Linked DNA regions of Mus musculus: region 2 is linked to region 1. The links are chromatin contacts, called in public HiChIP or PLAC-seq maps. All regions are on one chromosome and are shown on one strand. The core of a region is the stretch at or near the end of the contact, and the rest is flanking DNA. Distances in the headings are between cores, read along the strand shown.

What was found. HiChIP or PLAC-seq counts read pairs in DNA pulled down with a chosen protein or histone mark.
Region 2: an H3K27ac HiChIP or PLAC-seq map of microglia shows a contact between it and region 1, with 5 times the contacts expected there. The contact joins two enhancer-like sites. A contact is called at or near these places in 1 of 39 promoter capture datasets (embryonic stem cells), 2 of 115 datasets of contacts at active chromatin or transcription factors (embryonic stem cells and microglia) and 1 of 9 other capture datasets (embryonic tail).

The regions. Positions count from the first base shown.
Region 1 is chr1:184,047,576-184,050,634 of GRCm38.p6, reverse strand. The region is part of intron 2 of Dusp10 (dual specificity phosphatase 10); the gene reads right to left. Among named protein-coding and RNA genes, the nearest start is that of Dusp10, 15 kb to the right of the region's middle. Within about 2 kb of position 1,399, at least 97 of the 459 cell types and tissues checked have an H3K27ac peak or open chromatin away from gene starts, as enhancers often do. A contact at or near this core is called in microglia, where this site is marked.
Region 2 is chr1:184,476,579-184,479,637 of GRCm38.p6, reverse strand. No RefSeq gene overlaps it. Among named protein-coding and RNA genes, the nearest start is that of Gm34229, 46 kb to the right of the region's middle. Within about 2 kb of position 1,452, at least 57 of the 459 cell types and tissues checked have an H3K27ac peak or open chromatin away from gene starts, as enhancers often do. A contact at or near this core is called in microglia, where this site is marked.

The DNA of each region.
Region 1 (3,059 bases), core at 150-2,649:
GCATGAGGACGTGAGTTTGCACTCCTTGGCAACCACGTGAAAGCCAGGTATAGGTACACACCTCAGGGGTTGGCTGGGGAGACAAAATCTTAGAAGGGATCTCACGGTCCAAGCAATGTAGCCCAAGTGTTCAATGTAGCCTAGGGTTCAGTGAAAGAGCAAGCCTCAAGCGTAAGTCAGAAGTCAAGTGAGACGGCTCAGCAGGGAAGGGCATGCTACACATGTGTGAGTGCCTGAGTTTGATTCCTGGACCCTGAAGATAGGGACTGAAAAAGTTATCATCTGACCTTCACAGATAGAGTGCGCAAACATTCATGCTCGCACGTGCACACACACACAGACAGACACACATACTTACATGTATAAAACTATAGGAGAGTACAGATAGACATGCAATGTTGGCTTTTGGTCTTTATACACACACACACACACACACACACACACACACACACACACACACACCCTCATCAATCTGAAAGCTCAATGCCCGTTGATGGTGGTACTTCACAGTCACATCCCCTACTTGTGGGGAGCCTGCCAGGCATCATCATCTGGGCATCTCCCTAGTTCCACGAAAGCTCACCACAGTGGACTGGGCGTCTAGCTCTCCCTTGGCTAAGAATAAAGAGATCCATGGAATAAGCGCAGGCATAGTGGACTTTTATATGACATGCAAAATTAATTATAATAATTTCAACCCAATATGTACTTTATCAAGGAAGACAAGCTAGTTATCTGCTAGAGAATTAACTCCTATTTAAAGGGTGTTTTACCTTTGCAGGAAAGGACTGGTGGGAGTTCTTCCCATTCTGATTATATCATGGCCCTGTGTTTCTGAGTTTGCTTAAAGATTTTGGGGACCTTAGTGGACCTAAAAATGGGACATGGGGGAAATAAATGTATATACTTAGCATCTTACAGGGTCTAGCTTTTTTCTGTTGGTACTGATGTTTTAGTGTGTTTTATCAAGGCCAGTGAGATATCACAGAAGGCAAAGGTTATTTGCTGCCAAGCTCAGCAACGTGAGATCCTGAGAGCCACATGGTGGAAAGTGAGAACAGGGTCTCACAGGTTGAATTCTGACCTCCACACTGGTGCTGTTATATATTATATATATATCACATACACATCACACACACACACGCCCCAAAGGTAATAATATATTTTTATCAACAATGTAATACTGTGAGTGATTCAGAGAGTGGATTGTTTGTAGCCCTGGCTAATCTTCTAGTTCCATAGAATATCTGGCTGCTTGGAGTTTCCAAACTGCCTCATCGTGCCCCAACCAAAGAACAAACCCAGGATCACAGCCCATGTATCGAATGACATATATAGCACGCACACACACAGGTCAGAGCCAAGGCGCAGTGGGTCAAGGACAGGGACTTCCCTTAACTCTGAGGACTTTGATTGGCAGCAGGATCTAAAAAGTGAAAGTGAATTAGGACAACAGAAAAGATAACTCCCAACGGGCTGACAGCCAGCATTCATTCTTCTAAAGGGGGTCAGAGGAAGACTGAGTGGTTTCTGAAGCAGGGACCCCCCCACACCTTGCTCGGGTTTAAGATCCTGGGTGCAAGTGTAATGTCCATTAGGAGGTCGTCGGTTGAGCAGAATGTGGCCACTAGACAAATGACAGCATTGAAGAAGAAAATCTGTAATAACCATGCAGGAAGCAAGGGACCGACCCTGCAGCACAAAGTGAAAATCAGCTCAAGTTTCTATATGAGACTCTGCAAAGCATGCACATATATGGGTAAGGGATGGAGAGGTTATGTAAAAGTGAAACCAGGGTGGGCAGGGCAGGGCTCGTACATCTTTTTTTTTTTTCCATTGTGAAATGTTCTTCATGTTCTAACAGTAAGTGTATATTAACAGCTTTTACTAGCACTCAATTTTCTGCAGTTTTCTTTGAGAGGAATTGCATGTATTTTTTTTTCCAACATAGCACCAATCCAGAAAAAATAAAGGACCTGGGTAGTCATCTGTCCACCTCACTGAAATACTGACTCTTTTCTAAACATTGAAACAAGAAGATCCTGGAAGCAGCGAAGATTTTCCTATTGCTTTAGTACTGATGTCAGATCACTGTATGGAACAATGCTACTTAACAATCCTCATTAAAAAAAAAAAAAAGAAGAAGAAGTAGATGGCTTATTACTATAATTATTTTGTATTATAATTATGTTGAGTTTTTAATCAATATCACTCTTTACAGGCCAGACATCATTTATAGTACTTAAATAAGCAACTATTTAATTTATCTTCCCTTGGCCCCATCCCTTGCCCCCACCCCACGTGAACATCGTCATTATCTCCATTCTCACAGCTGGGGGAACTGAGGCACAGCAAAGTTCCCTTGTCCAAGTGTTGAAATGACAAGATCAAAATTCCAAGTCATCAATCCGCCCTGGAATCTTGTCTCCGAGTGACCAACGTCCACTTCCTCTAAGAGAAAAAGTCTATTTATAATAGGAAGGACGAGTATGTTATAAGGCAAGGCAGAATCACAGATTCACCAAACAGCCCAGGAGGGTGTGGTGTGGTGGTGCATGACTGGGGCCTCGGTAGACAGGACGTCGTCGAAACACAAGGACATCCTCAGTAACTGAATTCAAGGCCAGCCTGGGCCACATGAAACCCTGTCAAAAAGACAGAGAATGGAAAAAAGAAGACTTGGAGTGGGGGAGGGAGAGTGAAGGGGAGAGAAGGGAGGAGAGGGACCTGAGATGTTTGGGGTGAGGCGATACCTTAGGCTTTTGAGTTTCCGAATTTCCAATAGGTGAAACTGGGTACCTGATCCTGCCTAAGAGCATGCTACTCCCTATAACAGGCTCCTGAGGTCACTTAACTACCTACCCCCTCCAACCCCTCGCAGTATCTCAGGCCAGACAGAACAGGAAAGGAGAGGTCAAAACCCAGCAACCAGGCAACAGACCGATGGTGGGTCTGTGGGCTTGTCTCAGAGGATTCCATTTCTCAAAGCAAAACGAAGGCCTACGAGACAGCCAGGAAGGATGGGAAATGTGTAATTAACATCCCAATCCCCACTAACT
Region 2 (3,059 bases), core at 203-2,702, 430 kb before region 1:
TCTTATACTTTAAAAACGTACACTGGTAGTTCTTAAAATCTTCCCCTGTATCTGGCAAGGTATTTAAAAGGTGCTCAATATTTATTTGAATTAGTGGAAGACAGAGTCTCAGGTCCTACAGTTTCTATGTTGTCATAACTCCATAACAGGGAGCACTTGCTGTGTTCCACATTCTCGCTTCCTCGGACGTACCCAAGGACAGTTCTTTTTCATCCTCTGTAGGCAATTTTCATTCCTGTGGTCAGTGCTGGCTAGGAAAGCAGACCATCAAGACTCTAGTCTCTAAGCAAACCCAGAACCCTGGGTGGGATGACCCAGGCACCGGCCATGCCGACACACTGGAATGTATAGAAGGACTATATTTTTATATAACTCATGCTGATAATAATTACAGTTGACATGTTTTTAAGTCATAGCTGTTTGCTGTGGTCTATAGCAAGACTATCTTGGCCATGTCAGTGATATAAATAATGACACAGATGCTTATTAATATTTTAAAGCTCAGGCCTTCATTGGTCAGTCTCCTGACTACTCCATCCGCCTAATCCTGGCGTGTGTCCCGCCATATGGCCAGGTCTACCTCTCCGCTCCAGTTCGTCCTTCCACCTCCAAGTCCATCCCTCACCCCTCATCTAGTCTCCCTGTGTCCCTCTCTTTCCTGAAGATCTGCCCTCCACTTCCGTCCCAGAGATGCCCTTCAGATCTTTATTAAAGCCAATCCGATATAATTCTAGTATGCCTTAGGCAGGTAAGGAAGAAAAAATATTTACAAAATATGGGAGCGGCAGTGGGCCATAGCTCTCTGCCAGTACAGAATCATCAATGGAATATCCAGAGACACACCTGCTCACAGTGTACCTCAATGGCAGTCCAAATCTGAGCATATAGTAATGTGGGCCTGTCTATCTACAAGTAAGGATTAGTCTCAGAAAGGCAACCTCATTCTTAAAGGGCATATGCAAGTCAGAGAGTTGAGATTCAACCTCATATTTTTCTGCTCCAGATACATTGCTACTCTGGAACCAAGGAACTAACAACAAAAGCATAGGATTTATAACAGATGGACAAGCACCCAACTCCTTTATTCTGGGTGCTCACCCACACCTATGGTCGCGCCTTTTGTGGACTCAGAGCCTTCAACTTTGTAAAGAGCTGTATGTTGGACATCTCCTCTTTCCTCACTATAATTGTGTATAGTGCAGAGCCTAAAGCTATCTGAGTTCCAGACACAATAAAGCTGAAATCATGAAAAGTAACTAGCTTTCCCAAGATCAGCTTGCTGGGAAGAAGTTTATCTAGGAAGCTTTGCTGGCCTTCACTGTTGCATGCAATACCTCACCTCCACCCGCTTTGGGTGTCAGGGACTTAGTCCTGGCACTCCAGGGACCTAGCGTGACATAGTTGTGATGATCACGTAATAGAGTGAGCAAACAAAGAAGCCCTTGCGAAACACTGAGCACACACTTCCTCATCTTACACTGTTCACAGCTTCACTGCGACAGCTTCCTCAACAGTTCTGTGTGAACCTGGAAATAATACGGTCTGAGGGCCCCCTGATCTAAGAGCCCCATCTTTAGATTCCTTGCCTAGGGCAACATCTTTGACACCGCAGATTGCTTCTAAATGACTTGGAATGGAAGTAAGTCCCATGACCCCTTAACGTGATCATGCTGATAGTTGGCATACCTAGCCAGCAGGACTAACGGTGTTGTCCCCCTCCCCCACATCCACCACACTTTAAATGGAATCTGGAGAAGTTGGGGGAATATTGGCTTCAACTTAACAGTGGGTGGCAGGAACTCAGAAGTTTAATCCCAGACCTGCTACTAATTTCCTGGATGGCTTTTTGGTGTGTCCATTAATCTCTCTCTATCACCATTTCCTTCTCAGGAGGAGATAGAAAGAATAATGGAATGTTTTATGCATTAATGCATTTATGATCCTAACGTGTGCTGTAAAAGCATAGCCTTCTAAAAATGTTTGGTGGTAGGAGGTAAATCAAAAAAAAATCTAGTTTCTGGTCTTTTATTTTGATGCATGAACGAGAGAGAGGGAGGGAGGGAGAGAGAGAGAGAAAGAGAGAGAGAGAGAGAGAGAGAGAGAGAGAGAGAGAGAATGTGTGTGCCATAGTTAGAAACCAGACCTGAGGTACACTAAAGAGGTATGTAGTTTGTCGTGTCAAAAAGCACTATATTTTCCAAGGGCCAGAATGGAGTTCTCTAATAATAACCACTGAAGTATCTTAAAGCAGAGATGAGGGGCTTCTTTTGTTATCAGGACTAATAAAATTGAAATCTCACACTATCTCAAGAGGAGCATTTTCATTAGTCACAGGCACTGTTAAACTGAAAATGGTCTCATTAGGACTCTGGCTGGAAGTCCTTAACTTTTTCTGGTACAACACATCACTTTGGTCATGAATTTTGAAAACAATTCACCGAATCAGCAGGATTTATATGAGAGCAGAGAGGATGACGTGACCTCCCAGATGTCGTCTGCATGAACTACATTGCTTATTCTCTGAGAAATGCTCTTGACTGTTGTGCATCTATAAATTCTTCAGCCTTGTAGGAAGAGATGGGAAGGCTCTAAGGAGAACTCAAATCTTGTGTGCAGTGACCCCTTTGCAAGACAGAATCAAAACGTGGTTCAGTTTTTAAGCTGACTTCTAGGCCATTCTGATTTTAAAAAGGGCATTTCTATAACTTCAATGCAGCGGTTTAGTTTTAGTCTTTAGTACATTTTGTGTTTAGAGACAATTGTTTTTGACATCAAAATAATGAAATTATTTTAGAGAATCTACCCATGTCATAGATTTCTTCTGTACCTTCAGGAATAATATCTGCCTTTCTCAGTTCCTAAAATGCCAACTGAGTCAAAGAGGTCTATGTGGTTTTATATGTGAGAAAACACTATTTTTTAAAATTTTTGTTATTATCATTATTTTACTTACTCACCTTCCTTACTTTACTTACCTGCTCACTGCCCCCTTCTGGTCACACCCTCCTATAATCCTTCTCCCCATTCCCCTTCTCCTATGAGTGGGTGGGTGCCTCCCT